Regions from separate parts of the Hordeum vulgare genome. Here regions 1 and 3 are each linked to region 2. The links are chromatin contacts, called in public Hi-C maps. All regions are on one chromosome and are shown on one strand. Each heading gives the region's core, a stretch centred on a gene start, on an enhancer-like site or on the middle of the called end of the contact. The rest is flanking DNA. Distances are from core to core; before and after follow the strand shown. Region 1 has its middle 100 kb from the start of LOC123442890. Region 2 holds the start of LOC123442888 (transcription factor IIIB 60 kDa subunit-like). Region 3 holds the start of LOC123439478 (monothiol glutaredoxin-S2-like).

The links. A called contact is a pair of places that touch in the nucleus more often than the background predicts.
Region 1: a contact with region 2 is called in a Hi-C map of leaf, with 2.4 times the contacts expected there. The contact joins the enhancer-like site here to the promoter of LOC123442888 in region 2. A contact is called at or near these places in 2 of 6 Hi-C or Micro-C datasets (both in leaf).
Region 3: a contact with region 2 is called in a Hi-C map of seedling, with 3 times the contacts expected there. The contact joins the promoter of LOC123439478 here to the promoter of LOC123442888 in region 2. A contact is called at or near these places in 2 of 6 Hi-C or Micro-C datasets (leaf and seedling).

What each region holds. Positions count from the first base shown.
Region 1 is chr3H:42,984,040-42,988,699 of MorexV3_pseudomolecules_assembly, forward strand. No RefSeq gene overlaps it. Among protein-coding and RNA genes, the nearest start is that of LOC123442890, 100 kb to the right of the region's middle. Within about 2 kb of position 1,867, at least 1 of the 3 cell types and tissues checked has open chromatin away from gene starts, as enhancers often do. A contact at or near this core is called in leaf, where this site is marked.
Region 2 is chr3H:42,100,214-42,104,595 of MorexV3_pseudomolecules_assembly, forward strand. It overlaps LOC123442888 (transcription factor IIIB 60 kDa subunit-like), which reads right to left and starts at 2,848. Exons shown (of 20, transcript XM_045119064.1): 1 at 2,511-2,848; 2 at 1,523-1,674; 3 at 1,269-1,350; 4 at 1,107-1,182; 5 at 941-1,026; 6 at 775-851. The coding sequence starts at 1,587.
Region 3 is chr3H:42,739,463-42,743,595 of MorexV3_pseudomolecules_assembly, forward strand. LOC123439478 (monothiol glutaredoxin-S2-like) reads right to left here and starts at 2,017. Exons shown (of 1, transcript XM_045116190.1): 1 at 1,132-2,017. The coding sequence starts at 1,793. The coding sequence ends at 1,431.

The DNA of each region.
Region 1 (4,660 bases), core at 617-3,116, 880 kb after region 2:
GCGAGCGCTTCATTGGGAGCCTTCCAGTGATTGTTTCCGCGCGCCGTCACTTGCACGCTTCCAGCCGTCGTCACGTGCCGCGTTCTGAGCGTTTTTTCAGATTTTGTTTTTTATTTTATTATTTCGGAGGCGTTTTAGCCTTTCGAGTGGGTTTTTTTGATTTTTTTGGTGTTACGGTTTTTCACCGGTCTTTCGTAACTTTTGGACGAAAAAAATCACTAAAAACACGTTTTCTGTTTTTTTACGCGAAAAAACGTTTTATTTTATTTTTTTTGCGAGAGACATGGTTTTGCTTTCGCGAGAGGCACGGTTTTTCCTTCGCCGTGCCTCTCGAAAAAGAAAAACGTGTTTTTTCTTTTTTTTGCGAGAGGTACGGTTTTGCTTCCATGAAAGGCACGGTTTTGTCTTCGCGAGAGGCACGTCCGTGCCTTTCGGAAAGGAAAAAAAGCATTTTCTATATTTTTTTTGCGAGAGGCGCGGTTTTGCCTTCGTGAGAGGCACGTCCGTGCCACTCCTAAAAGGAAAAAAACATTTTTTCTATTTTTTTCGCTAGAGGCACAGTTTTGCTTCCGCGAAAGGCATAGTTTTGTTTTCGCGAGAGGTACGTCAGTGCCTCTCCCGAAAAGGGGAAAACGCGTTTTCTCCTCTCTCTTTTTCACGAGAGCCACGATTTTGCTTTCGCGAGAGGCATGGTTTTGCCTTCGCGAGAGGCACGACCCGTGCCTCTCAAAAAGGAAACAAACGCGTTTTCTGTTTTTTTTTCTATCGCGTGAGGCGCGGTTTTTTCGTCAGTTTTTTTCTTTCGGATTTTTCCGTGAAAAAAAAGTTCATCAAAATCTATCAACATTGGATCTAGTTTTTAAGATCTCAACGTGAGAAAGACAACGGTGAAAACGGTACGAGATTTGGACGCATGGTTTAGGAGATAAAACGTTTTAAAATGCAGATCTACGGAAAAAAGGAAAACTCCTAGGTTGTGACTACTGATGCGCCACTTATCACAACCTGTGAAGGTCGGAGTAATCGTTGGAAGGTGTATTCTTTAATTAGTGATTTTGAAAAAAAGTGACCAACGATAGTTCAAAACCGTGACCTCATTCTTCACAGCCGACGTAGCCCACCGCCACGCCGCCGAACATTAGTGCTTCAAAACATGTTTTATTTTTATTTGTTCTCTGAGTTGCGGAATCCTCCAATTTTATTTGGGATTTTTTCCAAACCAGTTTTCCGCCAATTCTTTGGACAATTCTAGGGCGGTTTTATTCTCTTATTTCCATCTTTTTTATTGCATGATTTTTCTATAAATTCGTATTTTTATTGAAAATTGATTATTTTCTTTCAAAAAAATAAATAAACTTATTTCTATAGCAATGAACTTTTTTCAAATGTTACTTGTTGTTTCTTCAAACTCATTGAACTTTTTTATGAATTCTATGAGGGTTTTTTCAAATTAGATGACCTTTTTTAAAATTCAATGAACTTTTCCTTGAATTTTGTGATTTCTTTTCAAATTCGATGAATTTTTTATCGAATTCTATGAACTTTTTTAAACGAGAGGCGCGTCCATGCTTCTTGAAAACGAAAAAATACATATTTTCTTTTTTCTTCGCGAGCGGCATGGATTTTTGTCCACATTTCTAATAAAAAATTGTTAAAATCTATCAAAATAGGATCTAGTTTTGAAGATCTCGACGCGAGGAATCCAACAGTGAAAAAGGTTTAATATTTGAATGCACCAATTATAAGGTGTTTTAAATAAACGAATCTGGAAAAAGGACAAAACTCCTAGCTTGCGACAAGTGACACATTTACAGTGCGCCACTTGTCACAACATGAGAAAGTGAGAGTGAACTTTGAAAAGGATACATCTCAATTAGTGATTTTTAAGATTAACAGCTCCTTGGATGCATATCGGACAAATGCCCATTGGTGCCTCCTTTAGTTGGCCCATCAGACAATGGGCTTTGAAAAAGACCATCCTTAGAGAAACATATTGTTGGGACGAATTTCCAATTAGGCGTTCACTCTGTTAAATACTCGTGGTTTAGTTTTTTTCTTTTGGGGGAATATACACGTGGTTTAGTACTAGGAAATGATGAGGTGGACCGGTACATAAGGTTATAGGAGTTGAGAACCCTCTCGAATGCTTCGTGTCCATTTTTTATGTGGTTTTGGAACCTTATAGAAGGTTCCTTAATTGGGTCTTCTTATTTGTATTTTTTCATTATTTTTTGGTTTGTTTATATTTTTTAAGAAAATGTATATTTCAAAACTTTTCCCTTTTTAATTTTTTTTTAAAAATACAAAAGTTATTCAATTATGAAAATATATTTGCATTTTTCAAAACATATTGATAATTGAAAAAGTACTCATTTTTATAAAAAAAATATCAGAACTTTAAAATATTCATGTTTTACAAACATGTTCAAATTATTAAATAGAACAATTTATATATTTCTTTCAAAAATATAGAAAGAATCATATCTCTGAAAAATGTTTGCTTTTAAAAGAAAGTTCATTTTTATAAACAATCAGTTTTTCAAAAAATGTTCACTGTTAAAAAACCATTTGATAGGCTGGCACAATTCTAACTAGCGCTACAATAGCTGTGCAACCAGCTAATCTATAAATTGCACTGATTGTACTTGTAGATGGGCGAGCCAAGTCGTGATCTCAAAATGTTGGGTGTACCTATTCGTCGTTCGCAAGAGTTATATCTCGTTCCACCCGAGATGGAACAAGCTCTCGCTGAAACGTTTACATTAGCATCCTGCCCATTAGTGAGCACATAAGAAAGGAGAAAATGGGAAACGGTGAGCATCAGGCATCGGGCAAATCCTATTTAACACTGCACGCATTGGTTAACGTTCATTTTGCAAACAGGTGCCTGCAGTACACAACACCTTCCACGTGTGGGCCGATCCATGAGCATGCGATATATTTATTTGTCAAAACGGTTCATAAAAGGAAAGCAACTAGTTAGCGAGCGCTCCTTTAAGAGCCTCCCAGTGATCGTTTCCGCGCGCCGTCACTTGCGCGCTTCTGGCCATCGTCACATGCCGCGTTCTGAGCGTTTCCTTCAGATTTTGTTTTTTATTTTATTTTTTCGAAGCCTTTTCGCCTTTTGAGTGGTTTTTTTCGATTTTATGGTGTTACGGTTTTTTACCGGTCTTTCATAATTTTTGGACGAAAAAAAATCACAAAAACGCGTTTTCTATTTTTTTTACGTGAAAAAACATGTTTTTTATTTTTTTCGAGAGGCATGGTTTTGCTTCCGCGAGAGGCACGCCGTGTCTCTCGAAAAAGAAAAAACACGTTTTCTGTTTTTTTTTGCGAGAGGCACGTTTTTGCTTCCGTGAAAGACAAGGTTTTGCCTTCGCGAGAGGCACGTACGTGCCTTTCGGAAAGGAAAAAAACATTTTTTTTGCGAGAGGCGGTTTTGCCTTCGCGAGAGGCACGTCCGTGCCTCTCCCGAATGGAAAAAAAACGTGTTTTCTATTTTTTTCGCGAGAGGCACGGTTTTGTTTTCGTGAAAGGCAAAGTATTGTTTTCGCGAGAGGCACGTCCGTGCCTCTCCCGAAAAGGGAAAAAACGCGTTTTCTGCTCTCTTTTTTTACGAGAGCCACGATTTTGCTTCCGCGAGAGGCACGGTTTTGCCTTCGCGAGAGGCACGACCCTTGCCTCTCGGAAAGGAAAAAACGTGTTTTCTGTTTTTTTTCTATCGCGTGAGGCACGGTTTTTTCGTCCAATTTTTTTCTTTCGGATTTTTCCGTGAAAAAGAAAGTTCGTCAAAACCTATCAACAATGGATCTAGTTTTGAAGATCTCAACGTCAGAAAGCCAACGATGAAAACGGTACGAGATTTGGACGCATGGTTTAAGAGATAAAATGTTTTAAAATATAGATCTAAGAAAAAAAGGAAAACTCCTAGGTTGCAACAACTGCCACGCATGTAGTACGCCACTTGTCATAACCTGTGAAGGTCGAAGTAATCGTTGGAAGGTGTATTCACAAACTAGTGATTTTAAAAAAAAGGTGACCAACGATAGTTCAAAACCATGACCTCATTCTTCACAGCCAACGAAGCCAACCACCACGCCACCGAACAATATTGCTTCAAAACATGTTTTATTTTCATTTGTTCTCTGAGTTGCGGGAATCCTCCAATTTTATTTGGGATTTTTTCCAAACCAGTTTTCCCCCAATTCGCTGGACAATTCTAGGGCGGTCTTATTCTTTTATTTTAATCTTTTTTATTGCATGGTTTTTCTATAAATTCGTATTTTTATTCAAAATTGATTATTTTCTTTTAAATAAATAAACGGACTTATTTCTATAGCAATGAACTTTTTTCAAATGTTATGTATTGTTTTTTCAAACTAATTGAACTTTTTTATGAATTCTATGAGGGTTTTTTCAAATTAGATGACGTTTTTAAAAATTCAAAGAACTTTTTCTTGAATTTTGTGATTTGTTTTCAAATTCGATGAACTTTTTATCAAATTCTATGAACTTTTTTAAAATTCGATGAACTTTTTCCCAAATTCTATGAGATTTTTTCAAATTTGACGATTTTTATTTCAAATTTGATGATCTTTTTTGAAATTCAATGAACTTTTTCTCGAACTCGATGAACCTTTTCAAACTCAATGAACTTTCC
Region 2 (4,382 bases), core at 1,598-4,097:
ATCAGTTTCATGTGGACGATGTAGATGCCCTTTTTTATACATAGATGGATGATCAAGTTGATTTTTTATTACTAGCACGGATTTTAGGATAGTTATTTCCATTTGCAGGAAGTATTAAGAATAATAAACAAACAAAAACTAACATCACTGGGCTACTCAGAAGAGCTCTGAACCAGAGAATTTAGGAAACAGTCTTGATAGTAGACCATTGCTTACAATATAGAAGATGTATATCTGAGGGGCATGGGTTCAACGTGCATGTCTATAGAAGAAGTTTGATTGTCTCATAGGTTCATACAGCTTAGGCGCTTGTCTCTTGGTTCTGTCGCTTATTGTTTTACAAACTCACCAGGACAGAAGTTTATCCAGATCAAGCATCTAATTTTTATTATTTTTTTGAGAAAAATCAAGCATCTAATTTTCTAGTAAGAAACCAGAGATATAGAATGAAAGTAAAACATAATGTACCAACACTGTATTGCGATTTTTGAAAACCATATAGTAAAGACGGTTTTGCAGTTTTTTGAGAGGCAATTAGGAGCAATCAATGACTAATAAACTAAGGAAGATTCCTAACCCCACCCAAAATGGAGGAGGACATGGTCATATATGAACAAGGAATAGGCAAAATGGATAGAAAGGCTTACAATAAAGCAACAAGAGACTAATTGTTAATTACTCCCTCCGTCCCATAATGTAAGACGTTTTTTGACACTACGCTAGTGTTAAAAAACATCTTACATTATGAGACGGAGGGAGTAGATGATAGCGTACCGGCAGGCAATGTAAAGGCAAGCTGCTGCAACATGAGTTGTTCGACGGCCCCTTGTAAAATTATGGTCCACAGCTAGCTACACTTCAACAAAAAGAAATATCATTTTCATAATTTACCATACTATTTCAGAGAAGATAGTTACTGAGTGATAACAAAAATCCATACTGTATAAAATTTATGAGCCATATCAATGATAGTATCTCCACCACCAACATGTAAGCTGGTGACAATCTGCCAAATCTCGTCTCTCCCTACGGAAATAAATCACAGGCTTAATTCACGAAGTGGGAAGAACAATCAATAAAACAAAGGAGTGCCCTAAAAGCCATACCTTTCATTAAAGTCCTTTCGTGGGATAGTGAACTCCCACTCTCGATGCTGCTCAGTATGTTTCCAGCCAGCCTGCTCTGTACACATCCAAGAAAGTCAACCTGACAAACTACACAGATAAATTAAGGAAGTGAATAATGAGAAGCACAATAATAAGACCAACCGCTCCGGAACTGTCCTTGAAAAAAGTAGGCTCATCGGTGAAAATCTCCTGATCAATAACCTTTCCACACGTCCCACAACATCTGACCATCAAACATGACAAGACACATGAACAACCGCTGAAGCTGCTTAATAGAAATTTATTAAGCAAGAAAGTAACATGCTGATCAACAAAACAATGTACACAAACAATTATACGGCTTGATTTCACATGCAATGAGAATAACAAAGAAAGAATAGGAAAGGGGGTCTCACATATATCCTTTGTCGGGATCCTTTATGAATGGGCAATAATCAGCACAGTGAGAACAGTAAACCATTGGTGAACAGAAGTAGTAGACCTAGGAGAATGATCCAACTCCAATTAGCCTTCAAATAAGAGGATTGCAAGGAATGTGATCTTCAACCTTCAAAAGTAAAAAGAGCAATCTATTCAGATTGTGAAGTAAATACAAGTAAAGGAATAGCAGACTTCGATTTGGATTATTTTTCTACCCAGTTCCAATCTAACAACGCATTTTATAGTTGGAGCATTACAACTAGCATGTGAGAGGTGACCTGCTTCCTAACCGTGTGTGCACTTACTCTGGAGGTCAAACACGGGGGCAGGACAGGCTGCATTCAGTCCAATAAAATATCAAAACATTCAAGCACTACTTTTGATTTCTAGGATTAAATATTCAGTGCACGGGAAGACTAAAATTCAACACGTTGAATTTTAACTTCCAATTCAAAATCGATCATGAAGTTACAACAATGAAACTAAACTAAGCTTTCAACTCAGAAAAAAAAGTGTTGAGATCTTTGAAAGCACATAGTTAGCCGCTGGCAACAGCGTCCTGACCAATGCTCCGCGTGAATTCCCAAGCCCCAACGCAGTAGTATAGCAGCATTTCTTACGACAGCGTCGAGCAGCTTTCTTGGCTTGTCCCCCACAAGTCGTGGTGGCTCAGGAGCAATGTCCCCAGAGCAAGAGCAGACTCGTTAACTCAAAATGTGGATGCATCAGCAGAATTAGAGGACACATCTATGGTTGACAGCATGATGCAAGGCATTTGAATTCAATAATGTAGTGCTAGTTGCATTCTAAGACATACCACTAAATTTTAACCCTCTCTAATTCCAAGATCGGTAGGCCCAGTCCAGTTAGCGAAAAGCAAAAGAACCAACCAAACTGTATTTTTTACACACAACCCCATCCAATCTTAGAGTGGCCAAGAAGTAAGAATGAGAGAAGCCTTACACGCCTCGGTGTGGAAGCTGCGTGGCGGCGCAGCGGGTAAAGGGCGGCGTCAGGGGCCTGGGCGGCGGCGCTGCTTCAGTGGAGGGGGGGCGTCTAGGGTTGGGATCGGCGGCGGCACAACTCCAGGGAAGTGGGGCGTCGGGGACGAGAGGTTAGGCAGAGGTGGGAGGCGGGAGGCGGAGAGGAGGGCCGGGCGGCAGCACGGAGGTGTGGGGAGAGGAAGAAGCGGCCGCCTGGCCGGGGAAAGGGAGGGGGGCACGGAGTGGTAGAACGGCGAGGGCCGAGGGTTCATCGAGGTTTCTACCAGAGCTCAGCTTTGGTTTCGGGAAATCCTATGTGGCGAACGTTCGCTGGGGGTGGGATCCCAGGGAACGCCACCAGAGCCGTTAGATCCAGATCAGACGGTGGTAGTTTTACAAAAGGAATGTACCCGTAATATAAACGAACTACCAAGACAGTTTTGCAAAATTCCACCCTCAGCCACACAAAATGCCTCCCCCAGCGTTCACAAATGCCATCATTGTCGGCGGCCGATCAGCTGGTGGTCCTTGGTTTTTGCTTTTTTGAATCATCTTTCGCTAGAAAAAGACTCGTGCGTTGCAACGGAAAAAATAATGTAATATATTTATGTAGTCTAATAAGCATGATTCAAGACCATTCATAGGTCCACGTCCTCTATTTCAACACAGCGACATGTCAGCGTTGTCGCTTATGCTCCTTCCATTCGTGTCTGGCGAGATCATGAATATTGCACAAAGATCCTCTGTCCTTGGTTAATATAGTAGAAAGACCATGAGGGTTGCACAAAGATCTTCTATCGTAAGTTAATATACTAGGAAAAAATGAGAAGTTCGTACAATACAAACACTTCAAATCCAACTCCTTGTTCGATGGTGTAAAAAAGACAAAAACTGGCCCCTCTTGAAAACTTAAGCATAACATGAACCCAGTTTATTTCAAAAAATGGTCCATTTCACGATGCCCAAGCCTGAATCGCCATGTCATGCAGCACATTGCCCTCGTCAACGGCATCATGCGTCAGAGTTGACCGTACTACGTCAGATCGGACTACGATGTATGATGCTCCGGTCTAGGGCGCCATGCTTAGTAGGACGAGGCCTTGCTTAGGCCATCTCTAACGGCGATCCGCAAATTCCTTGTGGCATACGTTCGTGGACACGGGACAGTCTACACGCACTAGTGTCGGAGGCCGGAGGCCGGCATCCAATGATGTATGCATACATTGAACAACAATTTGAATTAACTAAATAAAATTTGTGCAAACTTTTATACGAAGTTCAGATATAATTTACATATACAAATGATTTTTCGACCATTTTACTAAAAACTATTAAACAAACTAAAACGTTGGCATGACCACCTCGTATGCGTGACCGTCATGTCTTGTTGCACTAATGTCGTCGTACGTGTTGTCGTCATCATCGTCCCTCCACTGGCAGACGGATGTCGGAGAGACGCGATAATCGACGGTTGCATGTCGCTCGGATGAGCCGCTCCGCCTCCTGTTGCGTGATACGAAGGGACTGGCGACTACTGACTATGCCGACAGAGTCCTGGTGATGGTCTTGCCTTACCGGCGTTGGGGAGCAATCACTGAGTGACCACTACTCGCCGATCTTCGCGAGCTCGCCGTCAAGGTGGAGGTGTCGCCTCGCGACTGTCTCCGTGGGGGCGACTGAGCGACCGAGCACCCACGCGACAGTGAGGTCAAGGTTGTTGCGGACCCACTCCGTCCACGTGTGTCTTGGCAAACGCAGAGTGGCGACCGGCATTGGGCCGGTCATACCTTGCTTGTTGCCTCGCTGCACGTTCCGCCTTGGATACTACGACTCGTGAGACGGAGGCACCGTC
Region 3 (4,133 bases), core at 767-3,266, 640 kb after region 2:
ACATTTCTCTGACAGCTCTACGTGGCTTGACATGAGGACCTCGTCAGCTTCAATTGTTTGCTCACCCGAAAAAAAAAACTTCAATTGTTCGCTGCCTTCTCTTCTCGGGAGAAGACGACTACGAGCAGCAGCAGGTGCAGTATTTTTCCAGAGCGGCCCATGGCTAATAATAAATGCCTGTCCTGCAGGAGTAGTAGTGTAGCAAGTAGAGTAAAGCTGTGTGCACGGGTGAACAGTGTGGGATCGTGTGCAGCTTGTCTCGTTCGCGGCATGGCGCTGTATGAAATTTCGCGTCACCTGCACGTAGAGTAGTACGCATTTTTATTTCCCGCCGGGAATTAAGCGGCTGGCACGTGCGACGTACGCCGTGGATCGCTCGGCTCGGAGCCGCGATCCGGCTGGGCTACCGCCGCGTGCAATGGATGCCTTTGAGTGTTGGCAACCGCACGTCTTTACTCTACGTCTCTCCCGTTTCTTCCCCTCAACGCAACGCAACGCAACGTACGTAAGAATCAACGGCCCGTATCAACCGTGGAACGCACCGGAAAAATGCACCGGTCAGACGAAACATGTACTAGTAACTGCAGTTACAAACATCACCCTTGCTTCGCGGTCTTCTACCACTAATGAAGTGCCAGTCTGAACTTCCGGAAATTGACAAGATTCATTCAGTTCATCTGACCTCAATCAGTATTGGTTCTACGCTGGGCTTGCTACCTAGCTCCAACCCTTGTGATGCACTGGCTCGAGCTCTGGCTTGTGGTCGAAGTTCCGCCGTACTGAGCGAGACCGATGCGCATTTCGATCATTGCCGGCAAAGCAGCCATTAGGGTTCCGAGTTAGTGCTGACGTCCCCCTCCATTACCCACCCCCCACCCCCGGCACTTGAATATGTTATCTCCCTGCCATAGACTAATCGGCTTCCAAGCATGATTATACGGCAATCATGTGGGGCAATCACTAGTTAATTTGCGCCAAGCAAAGAACATCACACCAGGACAAAACAGAAGCAAGATTTTAAACAAGTGGGCAAGCAAACAGTGAATTTTTTTTTTTTTTGAAACAGCTGAGTTGCTGATGATGTCTGTGAACTGAAACCCAACGCAGCTGGAGGGACGACAGGAGTAGTCCTAAGTAAAAGTAATAATCACATTTAGGTCCAGCCTTTTTTGTCACAACACCCCTGCTAGAGTTCATCTTTCTTTTTTCGAGAAACGCTAGAGTTCATCTAGTTTGTCTTCCCACCCGTGTGGGTGTGGTACAGCTTATTTATCCTGTTGTTTCTCACTCCACACCCTTGATAGTCCTGAAATTACAGAGCTCATGGATCCCATATATACATACACGGAGACGGAGACGACGACGAAGCGTGCACGCACACGTGCGAGGGGGGTTCGCCGGCGACGGGGAGCAGGGGATCGAGCTACTAGCTAGGCGCGGAGGGCTCCGACCTCTCGGAGGCGTGGGACAAGGAGGCCGCTGAGGTGGAGCCCCATGAGGCCCTCGAGGCCGCCCACGGGCGCGCCGCCGACGAAGAGCGCCGGCACGGCCGCGTGGCCGCCGGCCTCCACCGCCGCGAGCTCCTCGGCGGGTCCCTCGAGCTCGATGACGGTGGCGTGCGCGCCGACGGCCGCGAGGAGGCTCTTCATGACGTGCGCCATGTAGCAGCCGCGGCGCGCGAAGATGACCACGGGGCTCTCCCTGACCAGCCGCCCGAACCGCTGCGCCGGCGCCTCCTCCTCCCCGGCCGGGTCTATGGTCAGCCCCCGCCGGATGCCCGCCACCGCCTGCATGCTCGCCGCCTCCCGCCGCCGTGAAGAGGTGAAAAAGGTCGCCGCTCGCAGCAAAACTAAACTAGGGAGCAGAGAAGCAGACGACGCCTCTGGTCTGGTCACGGTGAATATGGATGGGTAGGAGGTGGAGAGGCGAGCCCGGCGAGGCGTTTATATATAGGGGGGCCGGAGCGGGCACATGGGATGGGAGGTGACGTCGGGCGGGCGATGACAAGGTGCCGTGGGGCCTGAGGTTGCGTCACGTGGCCGGAGACGGACAGCAAAGCGGGCATTAAATTCAGCACCACCACGAGCTGGTAGAGCTCCAAAGTATCCTCCCTCCCTCCCTCTCACCCCTACCACCGGACGGGTGGTGACGGACGGAGAGAGACGAAGGAAACGGACCTTCGTTTTTATGCCACCCTTTTCTTCTCGGAGTGGCAGCAGCAGCAGCAGCATATTTTTTTCTTCTTTTCGGATTCGTTGCGGTTTGGTGAGCGGGATATGCGGGGCAACGCGAACCATCCATCCATCCAGCCTGAGGCTTGGGAGATGCCGGCATCGAAACTCACTGACTGGGTGCATGGTACGTACGATCGATTGTCCTCCGCCGATGCGACCGCGGCCTTCAATTTCAGCACATGGACGGGTGCAGTGCCAGTGCCACCGCAGCAGGTCGTTGGCTTCGTCGAACCAGCTGCCATACAACACAGTACGGCTGCCACGTGAGCCCAAGCGCTAAATTTGCACGACGGGTCGACGCCGACGACGACGAGGATGGGGGACTGTGCGAGACGAGGGCGCTCTCGCTGGCTGGCGTCACCAGGCCTACGCAGGCAACAGTGTCACGGCTAATTAATCCATCTCGTGCCGCGGTCTGCTGCTCCGATCCGTCTCTCGGAGGCCGGCCGGCCGAGAGGGTGACCGGTGACGTCCACGCTCGCCTCAGCGGTATCGTCGCCGCGCGGGGCCCGTGCGGGACGCGTGGCGCGCCCGGCGTCCGGTGACGTCGCTGTTGCCCGGCCGCTCGGGGCAAGCCTAGCTAGTGCGCCGTCCAACGTCAGGTCGATCGAAGCACCGCCACCACCACATCGCCCGGAGGCGGAGGCGACAGCACGGGCCGGACTTTGCCCCGCCGGTCGGTCGCATATTCCTTCCGCGCTGCGACCCCAGATCTTTTTCTCTCGTTGTGAACGCAGGTCGTCGCATGGTCACGTCGGCCGCAATGTGCGCCACGGCACGGTCACTCCGCCTTGCCCCTTCCTGCCATTTTTTCGGGGAATTAAGAGCTTTATTCATATAAAGGCATTCGTTACATAGTTAGTTAGAAGACTGCTAATCAAGAAGCTCGGTGTCTTCGTCAGCCAGCTTTCGATGACACTCACCTCACAAGCACGCTTGACGCAAAGATGAGCTGGTCCGTTAGCTGATCTACTAGTTATATGCTGAATTACAAAAGAGTGAAAAGGAGCAGATTGCTCATCAATTTCTAAAAAAATTGGTGCCACAACTAAACGACGGTTGTGGCGAGAGTTCGAGAGGTTGACCACCTTCACGTTGTCGGGTTCCATCACCACATGCGAGTACCCTCTGAGATTTGCGAAGATGACACCGTCTCGAACTGCAAGGGCCTCCGCGATCATGGTGCCAGTCACTCCCGGGTGCAGCTTGCACCAAGCACCCAGTAAGGCTGTGGGTGCACGTGCCATTCCATCAGCTCCACTCTTCCCTTCTTCTCGAAGGATTGCTGCATCGGTGTTGATCTTCACGTGATCATGCTCAGGGGAGCGCCAACCATGGCCTCACAAAACAGTTGCATGCTGCAATGGAATATCCAGCATAGCCAATGCTTCTCGAGTGAGCCACATCGAGTTGGCCGGATCCAGTTTATCACCGTCATGTGTCCAGCAATTGCGTGATGTCGAGATGGACCACATCACTTTGATGATCGTTTCTCATTCTTGTGCCGAGAAATTCGGTCCGCATAAGATATCAACCGCCCATGTGAAGCGATGGAACTGCGGGAGTTTGATGTCCATCAGTTGGCGTGCTTCCTCCCAAAACCCTCGAGCATGTGAGCAATGCATGAGGGCATCCTGCAGATCTTCCTCATGTGACTCACATAGCTTACATGTGCTAATATCACGTATGTGTCGATGTTGGAGTGTGCAATCATCTGGCAAAATTCAACGAAGAACCCGCCACCAGAATACACGCACCTTCGGGATCACCTTAAGAGACCATAAAGCTTTCCACAATTGTTGTTTACTTACTCAAGATTCTGATACGTGTCCTTCTTCTCGAGCTTGAAGCTCTTTCTGAATCACTAGAGCCCGGTACGCTGATTTAACAATGTATTTG